Linked DNA regions of Hordeum vulgare: region 2 is linked to region 1. A link is a contact called in public Hi-C data. All regions are on one chromosome and are shown on one strand. The core of a region is the stretch at or near the end of the contact, and the rest is flanking DNA. Distances in the headings are between cores, read along the strand shown. Region 1 has its middle 51 kb from the start of LOC123399775. Region 2 holds the start of LOC123399777 (MADS-box transcription factor 8-like).

Evidence for each region. A called contact is a pair of places that touch in the nucleus more often than the background predicts.
Region 2: a contact with region 1 is called in a Hi-C map of leaf, with 2.0 times the contacts expected there. The contact joins the promoter of LOC123399777 here to the enhancer-like site in region 1. A contact is called at or near these places in 2 of 6 Hi-C or Micro-C datasets (leaf and seedling).

Annotation. Positions count from the first base shown.
Region 1 is chr5H:488,183,421-488,189,202 of MorexV3_pseudomolecules_assembly, forward strand. No RefSeq gene overlaps it. Among protein-coding and RNA genes, the nearest start is that of LOC123399775, 51 kb to the left of the region's middle. Within about 2 kb of position 2,526, at least 1 of the 3 cell types and tissues checked has open chromatin away from gene starts, as enhancers often do. A contact at or near this core is called in leaf, where this site is marked.
Region 2 is chr5H:488,374,547-488,380,328 of MorexV3_pseudomolecules_assembly, forward strand. LOC123399777 (MADS-box transcription factor 8-like) reads left to right here and starts at 2,343. Exons shown (of 8, transcript XM_045094160.1): 1 at 2,343-2,894. The coding sequence starts at 2,710.

The DNA.
Region 1 (5,782 bases), core at 1,276-3,775:
GAGCACATTCATATGTCATACAGACACGGCAAGCCGTCCGGCGGGACGCAGCCGCCGTCCAACCAAAGTCCCACCGCACATTCAAGAGCTCCGTCGCCTCGCTCTCACCACGTCACGTGCTCCCCCGTGTTATCCACGTGGGCTCCCTTCCACGTCCAGTGACACTGCTGCCTTTCCAGGTGCCTCACGCGGGAAATTCTGAAACTCACGCGGTCTTTTCTACAGCAAAATCAGTGCGCCCCGCATGGAAATCGTTCGTCAGTCTTGTAGCTCTCTCTCGACAGAATTCGTCCGATTAACCAATTAATCGATCAATTAATCTCTACTCGTTAGATCATCGAGTAGTCAATTAACTGATCAATTGTTCGATTAATTGAATAAATGATCGATTAACTTGGCGTATGTGCACTCTTTCTTGCTAGGTGCACTCGGTAGATCTAGCTAGACTAAAGTGACGACCTAGCAAGCAAGAAAGGGTGCACGTACGCCATGCACTTATTTTGCTCACTCAAGTAGAAAGGGCAAAGCAACTTTTAGCGGGCGGTCGAGTACATAATCAGTCCTTTGCAACGGCTTCTACTGTTGGACAGTTAAGTCCTACTACATACTCTACTTACATATATAGCGCAGCAAAGGCATAACGCCCACGGCTTAGACACCAACCGTGAGACAGTACTACATACATGTAGATCTCCATTTCTTGCAAGGTTTAGCCGATGATTGGGCCGTCACTTCCCAGTGTCATGTCCGATTGATGAGCCGTCGATTAGTAGTTAGCACGCTCCATTGCTGGATCGGCCGGACGCCTTGCACATCGACCTCCGGTCAAAGAGACGTACGTGCATGGCCGCCGCGTCAGTAACTCAAACCGACAAGGGATGAACTGCTACAGTGACACAACACGGCCATGATGCTAGCAGGCTTAGCTGCTGTAGGTTGGCCTCTATAGTTGATGTTATTTTTCCTAGGTGACCCAAACGCGAGACCATGAAGAGCATTCAGGGCACCTGACAGTACTTTTTGAACCATTGTGTGTTGTTACCTAGCGCGTCACGTAAATTTGCATTCAAGGCACTGTCGAGTAAGAAAGAGTACTGGTGGCCGTGGGCACGGCAATTGTTTCTGTGGCTGGCTGCGTCTTCTGTCAAGTTTTTTGATGAGGCGCCAGCCTGCAGATCTAATATGGGTCTGATACCTAGGACGTGGTACGTACAGGAGACGCATTTAGTCGCAGGAGATCTCTCCTCTAACAACAAGGCAATTATTATCGCAAGCCGCCCTGTACGTACTCACGTTGGCCATTACCGCCGTGTCCACGAAGCACAGGCGCAGACCAGGAGTGTGCAGGCGTACGGTACAGTCTTCTTCATCAAAACTGACAACTCCTGCATCATGCAAGCTTTGCCAAGAACCCGCTCGTCCGTACCGTTCGGTTCGTGCATGATTAACTGGTCTGGGTAGGATAGAACCGCATTGTTAGAACATCTACATCCGCACCCTCTAGATCCTCCTCAAATGTGTGGAACGTCCTTCCGATTAGTGTCCGGTCAAAAATAATTTGATCCAACCGGATCCCCACTTTCATTCTAAACATCCGGACTGACCGGCACCCTTCATATTCATCTCAAATGTAGGAAGGATACGAGGGCTCGCGAACGTGTCCGATGCGCCCGGTCAGTCCGCCACGTAGAACGCGACCTCACCCTGAACCATATTTTCTTTTTATTTATTCATTCATTTCTCTCTCTCTCTCTTTCTTCCTCTCGACCAGTCATGTCAGAGACCGGACATATAAGGAAGAAAATAAGAAGAATGACTTTGCAGACGGACAAATAAAAGACAAGCCCGATCATTGATCCGACGCGTCCGTGAACGTTTACGAGATCATATTTACTAAGTTCGGCTATAGATGCTTTTACAACGGCCCCTGGTGCCAATGCCGGTGCAACCGGGGAGGAGAACCCTCCATTGCTGGCCTGGCCATGGTGTTTTGCTTCGAGTTGTTCTCTGGTATCCTCCAATTAACAAGGGTCATTAATTCAGTGCTAACGAATGGTCCATATCAACCAATAATACTGCGGTAAAACTCCCGCAGTATTTTTGGTTAATTCATTCGATCCGAAGTTGGATCGAGTGAGGTCCAGGTTTTTTTGGGCAAATAAACAAGGGAAACAAAATATCACAGGGCTTTAGTTTAAGGAAGGACGGGCATAAGCCTTCGTCCGAAAAGAAAGATCAAAATATGATAGTACATGTCAAATTATTTTCAACAAGTTTTTTTTTAATTGAGAATCAAGTTCTCTGTATCAATGTGAATGTGGTATTGCAATCCCATGAAAAAAGAAGGCCTCACAGATTACTTGTTCCGGGCCCACCCGACGGGGACAGGACGCGAGTTCGCAAGCTTGCGAGCGGGCGATGATACCCCGTCGCCCTCCCGGACACTGCTCCGGCGTCGCGCCGCTACAGTGGGTGAAGACGTTGTGTGTGTCGCTGCCTCTGTCTATCTTTCTTATTCTAAGAGTTAGAGGAAGAGAGGGAACCATCGCAGTCAGATTGCGCTATCAGTCCCTCTCTCTCTCGGCTACTGCTAGCGCTAGGGGGCTACCCGGCCGTGTCTCTCTCCGTCTCAGCATCAGCAGCGCCACCAGTGTCCAACGACTCGAGGAGCACATTCATCCATACACGGCAAGCCGTCAGCCGTGTGTCTCCTGCGCGCGCGATGCACGAGCAGCCCGCCCAAAACCCAGCCGCCGGCCGGCCATTGATGAGTCCTCGTCTCACATGCTAGTCCTTCCCAAGGACCTCTATTGTCCGGCAGTTACATATATGGCGCGGCCGCAGCAAAAGCATACTGCCCACGGCTTGGGCACCAACCCTGAGACATCACATGTAGATTCGTGGAATTCCATTTCTTGCAAGTTTTAGCTGATGATCGGACCGTTGGTTCCACCGGTGTCAATGTCATGTCCAATTGATGCGCCGTCGATCCGTTTGTGTCGACATCTTTGCACATATAGGCAACTGTGCCCCATAATCAAGCACCTGCCTTGTTGACAAAGGCCATCAATTTCACTCGTCATAATCTTTGCGCTGTAAAATATCTTTTCAGGGTGTTGGTTGGCGACGTCGCTTCGATCGGCGATTTTAGCAACGTGGATTTGGCCCTGACCTGATCAGATTTCATAGAGAGCCTGGGACATGGATTATGCAACGTGCAGCAGTACTTGCAAATCCCTGAGTCTTGTGACCTAGGACATGCTACATGTCCATAGTGCACTGGCGCTGAAGACCAAACCTGCAGTACGGTCGGACTCCTGCACCTGCTCCTGCGCAAGTAGTAGCAAGTATGGCGGCCTCCCTCTACTCAGAAATCACTGCACGTTCCATCGCTACGTTGTACGTCGGTTTCAGACCACCTGACGGAACGCAGATTTCCGTGCCGGCCACTCCTCCCTCGCCGATGAAAGGGGCGGCTCGCCGTCGCCGGCTCGCCCGCCACCAGTGCGGTGCGCCCGTGACGTGCGAATATCGGCAAGATCCTACCTCGTGTGGGTCTGGAGCCGCCCGGGCTCGCTGTCGCGGGCGAGCCGCGCCGCGCTACAGGGAACACTTTTACGCACTGATCTCTCGCTACAGGGAACACATTACTCTCTCTCGCTCTCGCTCTCGCGTTCTTTTCCTACTCGAAGCCACTGTTACTGTAGAAGAAGGGAGGAAGACATAGCCATTGGAGCCAGCCAGATTGCAGGCGGCAGCCCTCCTCCCGGGCACGGCGGCATCGATCCGTCATCCGTCCCCCTCCCTCTCTCTATTACGCTGCTGCCGCCACCTCTAGGAGACTAGGACGGTGCCGTCTCTCTCTCGCCCCGCACCACTAGTGCCCAATGACTAGGAGCACAATGCCAAATATGATGGTTGCATCGATTAAGAGCGAAGCAAGGATTTGGATACTTGCCGGAGCAAAAAAAAAAACTGAGTTCGATCATGCCATGAGAGTAGGCTGTGGGTCGTCGGTCATTTGTGAAGGAGTAATGGACCTCGTAACTGTGTTTCAAACCCCTTCTTTATTAATGTGATGAGGTAAAGCTTTTGCTTTCGTTTCAAAAAAAAAGACTAGGAGCACAATGAAGCACCGATGCACAGCGGGAAGCAGGGGCAGCTTGCTGTCACATCCTCACATGCTAGCTATCCTCTCGTTGTTGGGACAAATCCCGGACCAATCCTCCTCGACGACACACACGCCGAGCAGCCTCCCGGCGAAACGCCGAACGAAGGTAGACGAAGGAGACATCATGATTTTACCGACGACGAACGCCTGTATCTTGGCTTTATTTTACACAACGATCCGAATACATACATAAAGATACACACACGCGGCCCAACTTTAAAAGAACTCTCACGTCGACCGAGCGCACACCACGGTTCCGACGAAGACTTCATCTCCCTTAAGCCCTTTCACCCTGACTTGACACATATTTTTTTAAACGAAGGCAAAAGCTCTACCTCATCTCATTAATTAAGAAGACAGAAGAACATTGTCTTAAGGTTACAAGACCACTCAGGCCGGAGCAAGGGGATCGCTCTCCCGGTAAAATATTACCCATAAACCTAGCACCCGCCACTACCCACGTCTTTGCTTCATCCTTGATCGACGCCGCCACCCGCGACGGCAAGGAAGCCTTGTTTCGAAAGACCCGAGCATTCCTCTCATTCCATATCTCCCAACAAACGAGCATCTGCAGAGAGTTGATCGCCTTCGTGGAGTTGCCTGGTCGTTCCTCATTCGAGACCCACCATTGATTCACCGTCTGAAGGTCGACCCAAGAGAGGGTCGAAGATTGCCAACCCAGCCAACTAAAATTGAAGTTCCACACCCTCATAGAGAAACGACATTTGAACATAATATGGGGCACCGACTCCGGCTCCTGCTTGCAAATCTGACAAAGGCCACAATCTGGCCATCCTCTGCGCTGCAGCCTATCAGCAGTCCAGATTTTATCTTTTAGGACGAGCCAGGAGAAGAATTTAATCTTAGGAGGTGCCCAAATCTTCCAGACCATCTGCGGCAATGCAGACTTAATCAACACGGCAAACTGCATCCTGTACGCTGTGGTCGTGGAGTAGCAACTGTCCGCCGTGAACTTCTAGCGGATGCTATCACTAACGCCCAGAGCAAGATTGAACTGTTGAACACTCGACCAAAGATCACAAAATTGTTGAAGAAGGATAACTGACAGGCCGCCTTGTAAGTTAATATGCCTGACCCAAGCATTGTTGTGCATCGCATTAGCTACGCAGCTCTTGGGGCGCTTTGAAAGGGCGAAGATGCGCGGAGCAATGACTTTAGGCTTTTGACCATTGAGCCAAGGGGAGTGCCAAAAACTCGCCTTCAAACCGTCCGCAATGCTAATATTCGTGGCCTCGTAGAAATGTCCTTGTCCTTGTCGTCGCATGGGGTTTCCAGGCCAATCCAGGCCCTGAGAGGGTCCACCCAAGCAAACAATAACCAACGAAGCCTGAGTGCCCGAGAGAATTTATCGAGGTCGAGGATGCCCAGGCCGTCCAGGTTTGTGGGATGACAAACCACTTTCTAGTTAACTTTGCATTTGCCGCCCGAGATCTGATCGGTCCCCGCCCACAGGAAAGCCTGTTGAATCTTTGTGATGCTTTTTTGGTGCCCGGAGGCAAATCAAAAGTGGTGATGTGGAAGATCACAATAGAAGTCAAAACAGATTTGACAAGGGTTGTTCGTCCAGCAGTATTAATGTTATTCCCTTGC
Region 2 (5,782 bases), core at 1,093-3,592, 190 kb after region 1:
AGCCCTTAACTTTTAGAACTTAGCTTTGGCAAAAAAAAATATTCTCATTAACTTCGTATGATTTGGCATCGGCTTGTCCCTTTCATATCTTTTTATTTTCTGTCTATGACAATTATTCCATAAGTAAATAACATTGCAAACTTTAAGAGTCAAACAATTATTCCATAGTGCCAGATTTTCAATAATCATGTTTTCCGAATTTACAAAGGATTCAACATGCGATCAATGGCAGACAAAATGGGTCATGCCCCCCACCCTCACAAAAACAAATTTATTTATTTTTATTAACACATACTATTTAACAGTATTTGGGGAAAAATTGATAGAGTAGACCAATTTAGCACCCTCAACTCCATTTTGTGCCCCTCGTGATATAATTAATACTACATGTGTTTATCTTGTACTCCATGTTTTCCAATCATTCATTAAAGGCCATGTATGAGAAATTTTAAGTTGAACGTGCAGAAGTATAGGTTTAGACTGGGGATTAGAAGTGAATGCAATAGATTGGCCTATGCATCCATCTCTTAAACTACGGAATTTCTAGTGCTAGGATGCAATCGGGTTACACATCGAAGACGATGGATTTTCCCTCCAGAAACACTGAACTCGATACGTGAAGGAATTATTAACAAGACACCGCGAACATGCATGTAGCCTACTGGTTGCATCGACCTTAGCACCCCAGGTACTACTGGGTTTGACTCCGGATGGAAGCGGATTTAAACAAGCCTGGACAATTTTTCTGGAATAAAGAACTGTTGCCCTACAATAAATAGTCAAAAAAACAAAACCTAGCAAGACATCAAAGACGCCGAGGTGATCGTCTCCTTGGAGGGTCTGCGATTATGTTTGGAATGCATTGCATTGCCTCCCTACTTCGAATCGGGTTCATTCCTTGTATTGAATGCAGTAACAAGCTTGGAGGACCGGTTCGACATCGATAAAATGTTGTGATCATTCAAATTCCAACCTGTAGAATTCGGAACACTCATAGAGAGTGTAATGTTTTCTTTTCTCAGAGACCGCCGTGGACATAATGCTGTAGTAACTCATAATCTAACCAGGTAAGCAGGAGAGAACTATACATCTTTTTTTATGCGACGCGATGTCCCCCAACTGCGTTCGATATTCGTCGCCAACAGTTGTATCACTATTTCTAGCTTTAATCAATAAAGCCATCTCTTACCCGCAAAATAAAATAAAAAAACGTATACATAAGAGCAAAAGCATGTTGAAATCAGACCAGTCTCGCTCAACCATAATCCAGCTATAAGATGTATACAAATGTGTGCTTTATCTTTCCACATAGTACTACATTTTTTCTAAAGCATTATTAAAACCTCATACGATGGTAGGATTTGCAATATGATCTTTCCCCTGACGAGTCATGTCCTCCGTTCGTTGCATCAAAAAGTACCACACACTCTTCCCGCAAAAAAAAAAAAAAGAGTACCACTACACACTCGAAGAGTAACCAGATGCAGCACGTCTACCGGCAAACAGCCGACGTACACGTACGCTTTTAGAGCATCCAATCAAAAAGGATGCAAAAAAAAAAAAAAAACAGCGCCGGTCCAAGCGAAAATAAAAACGGCAACGATCCGTTGCCTGTGCAGAGACGAGTTGACGGTAGGTAAACCACACGGAACTGGATCAAAGCTGAGCCGAAACCGGAGCGAGCGATCGAGCAAGCAAGCTATAGGTAGAGACCAAGCTGACCCGAAAGCTGGATCCCTCCTTCCCGAACGGAGCACATTCCGCAGCACGAATACGGAAGCGGATCGAGCCGGAAGCCCCCGGCCGGCCGGCTTACGCGCAACTGCCCATATATACGACACACGCGCGCGGCTCTCTCCCGGGCAAAAATTAACACGCGTGCGCCCGCCTCGTCCCCTCCTGTCTGCGCGAACTACGGTAACATGCACGACGGGCGCGTCGAGTTGAGGCAGGAGGAATATATATGAGCTCGTTCGATCGATCGATCGATCGGCAGGCAGCAACGAGGCCCTTGCCCGAAACCACAGCGCCCCGAGGTTCCCCCCGGAAAAGCCCCCCGCTTTCCTCCCTGCACCTGTCGAGCCCCGACTCGTCCGCCCACCAACCCAACCCCACCACACCAGAATAATGGCAGCCGGATACAGAGAGAGAGAGAGAGAGAGAAAAGGAGGAGGAGGTGTGTGTGGTCTGGCAGCGTCGTACGTACTGTAGTGTGTGTGTGGATTGGGCCACGGGGTTGGATTTGACGGGCGATCGAAAAGGTGGCGAGAGGGGGGGTGGCGTGTACGTAGAGGCCAGCGCGGGGGCGACAGCGACGGGGCGGGCAGGGGGGGGCGACGGAACGGGGGAGGAGAGAGAGCGGGCTCTAGGGTTTCGCGGCTCCCACCTTGACGGAAATGGCAATGGTGGTGTGCGCAGCGCCCTAATCACTCGCCCAGCCCCGCTTTTAACCCGCCTCCCCCACCGCTCCGCCCCCATCCCGTCCAGCCCCCTCCCCCGCTTTCCCTTTCCCCTTTCCCCTCTCCCTTCCGCTCCAGCGCGCGCGCGAGAGCTAGCTTCTCTTCGCTTCTCGGTTAGCTGAGCTGATTTGGTGGACGGAGGTGGTGGTGTGGGAGCGGCTGAGAGGCGCGTGGCGTGGGTGGCAGGAGGAGGAGGAGGCTGATCGATCTGGAGCTAGCGGTACCGGACGCGGCGGCCGGCGGCGGCGGCATGGGGCGGGGCCGGGTCGAGCTCAAGCGGATCGAGAACAAGATCAACCGCCAGGTCACCTTCGCCAAGCGCCGCAACGGCCTGCTCAAGAAGGCCTACGAGCTCTCCGTGCTCTGCGATGCCGAGGTCGCCCTCATCATCTTCTCCAACCGCGGCAAGCTCTACGAGTTCTGCAGCGGCCAGAGGTATATACGCCCACACACGCACGTAATTTCGAGAGCATATATAAAACACAGCAGGATCGATGCGTACGCTGGGGTTTAGCTTTGCTAGATCTGGCCTCCTCCGGGCCGTTGGACGGTCGCTTGGGGTTTCCCGCAGAGTTTGGTTTCCCGGGGGGCTCAGACGCAGCGGATCCGTGTCCGGAGAAGCTCGATCAGGGGTGTGTGTGTCCGGCTTCGGCCTACCGGAAGTAATTCTTCCAGAAGTTTACTAGGGTTTTGGTTTGGGTCGCTGCACCTTGGCTTCTCGCGTGGCGAGTTCGCCCTAGATCTGCGGGTCGTCGTGAATCCATGGGGTCTGAGACATGGCCGGCATGAATGGGCCGGCTGGCCGGGAACTTTGGGTTAATTAAATCAGGGGTTTATGCCATACTTAGCTAGGACCGGCTTCGTCGATTGGCCTCTCCCCGTAGATCTCCGAACCAACGGAGACCGTTTCCCGTTGGATCAATTTTGACGGTTATCTGCTGCGAGGGGACGGCATGCAGGCATCGCATCACGTAGACATCGGATGCGTCTGGTGACCGATTGATGGATTGATTCTCAGCATCCAGTAGCTTGTTACACGGAAGATCCAGGCAAAACGGTTACTGTATGGATGTCTTGTCGCTGGTTTGCTGCGGTTTTTCTGGGATGGTGTCTTTTGGGTATTTGGGCTTTCGTGCGATGAGTTGTGGCTGCCTCAAATTAAGTGAGAACAGAACTTCATATATATTGCCTTTTTCTCTTGCTACTGGCAGGGATGAAGTTTTTAAGATTTTCTTGTCAACACTTACACAGGAGATATAGATTCCTAGAGAAACACAAAGAATTATCCAAGCGTGTTTCCACATATTTCGTTTTTTTTTTCAAAATCTGGTGTTTAGCTGTCAGACAAGCGTATACCAGTCTGATTACATATTGCCTTTCTTTCCCAGGAAAAAAGGCAAGCATGGGTGGTATCGGATTAAATTTTCTGTGTACAAAGCAGAGCTGTACGTAATTGGCTAGTGAAGATAGACAAGTTTCATTGTGCAAACCGGCATACATATAAGGTAGCAGAATAATTTGTCGAAAAAGATTATAGATAGAGGGAGGTCACTCCATTTCAAACTTGCAGATTACTTAATAGTAGACTATATAGTTCTCCATGGTAAAATGTTTACTACTCGGTTTTGTGTGATCCTACGAACCAGCATGAAAAATAATAATATGGAAATTTCATATTACTTGGAATGTTTCTATCTTAATAAGCAAGAAAATTTAACAATATATCACTGTCTCCGTAAAAAATATATAAAATAAGTGCAGACATGTAATGTTCTAGGATTAATGATCTGAACTAGGTGGATCTCAGTTCAAAATCATGAGTCCAAAACAGTTCTATTTTTCATTCATTACTTCAAAAATGACACTTGTAATTTAGAAAATGGAAGACTCATTGTTTGTTTGATGATGGATACATGATTTCACATGAATATGACTCAACCGAGTGGCTCTAAATATTTAGGTTCCCTTGAAATGTTGCTTTTCTATCATATTTGAAAGAGGGCCCATAATTTATTTTCTATATAACCCGACATATGTCTGAAGTAAATATCTAACCCTATGTCTGGTGACATGGGGTATATGGCTGTCACTATTTCTCTAGAAAAAAAAATATGGCTGTCACTATTTCACTATACATGGACTTCTAGTGAATTCCCAGTAGGGCATATTTTAGTCGATTAGTTTTAATATTGTGAACAACTATGAGTTTCAATATTAGAAAAACTTGCCCTAGACTTAATTAACTAGTGTAATACTGGAATAGGCTTAAATTGCATGGAATATTCACTCATATCAAGCATAGGTTCTCACTACTATAGATGTCATTTTTTTCACTATACCCATGCAATATTCTCTACTATGGCGGTCAATTTTTCACTACCCATAGAGTTTCAGGAAACTCCCAGTTGTCAACATAGTTTAGCTCAGTACTTCTAATATTCAGTTGACGTAGTTATACATGCACTCATCTCGCTTGTTTTTTTATACCTATGTCCCAAGGAAAAGTTCTGTTCACACTGAAGCTTTTTCCTACTATTTGCTGATAAGAAAAACTTTTCTTGATAAACAGTATGACCGTTCCCAAATCACTACCATGCATATATTGTTAAAAGAGTTTGTCAATAAATTAGATGCACAAACTTTGTGAGAAAAGAAATTACCGGTTGGTTCCTTCAAATTCGCACCAAAACTTTGATGAGGTTCTAGAAAAGACTAGTGCGTCATGCTAAAGGGCAATTACAGTCCAAATATGAGCTGTATCCAAATATAAAGAAGCCAAAATGTGTATTTCTAGTGTATATTTTGTGTCGTTACAGAGTTTCTCTGTATTATAAGTTTGTTTCACGGAATAGAAAATGAAAAATAATGCTCATTCTGCACTCACAAATTTTAGATGTATGATGTCAGTAGTTCCATTTTTATTGAAATTGAATTTATTTTAGAGAGATTCACTTGAACATGGAAACAGTATTTCTCGTCCAAGTTATGGAGCTACTGAACTGAATTAGTGCGAAAACATAATACTGAAGTTAGTAATAACTAAACACCCCCCTTGACTCCTCGGATGGCCCAGGGCCAGGTAAAGGTACACAAGATACCTAGGACTGACTGTGAAGTACCTGCAGGGTATAATCGGTGACAGTTTTCAGTTGTGTCTGTTCATTCATTTGTCAGCTCATCTCTCACGGCCGAGTAGTCCTTTCATTTCAACTTCATTCTATCTACTGTACGAACTTAAAGTATTATCAGATGTCCCTTCAAGCCTAGTTGCTACATAGCTAGCTAGTGCTAGTACTCCAGTATTTTATGTTGGCAGATATCCT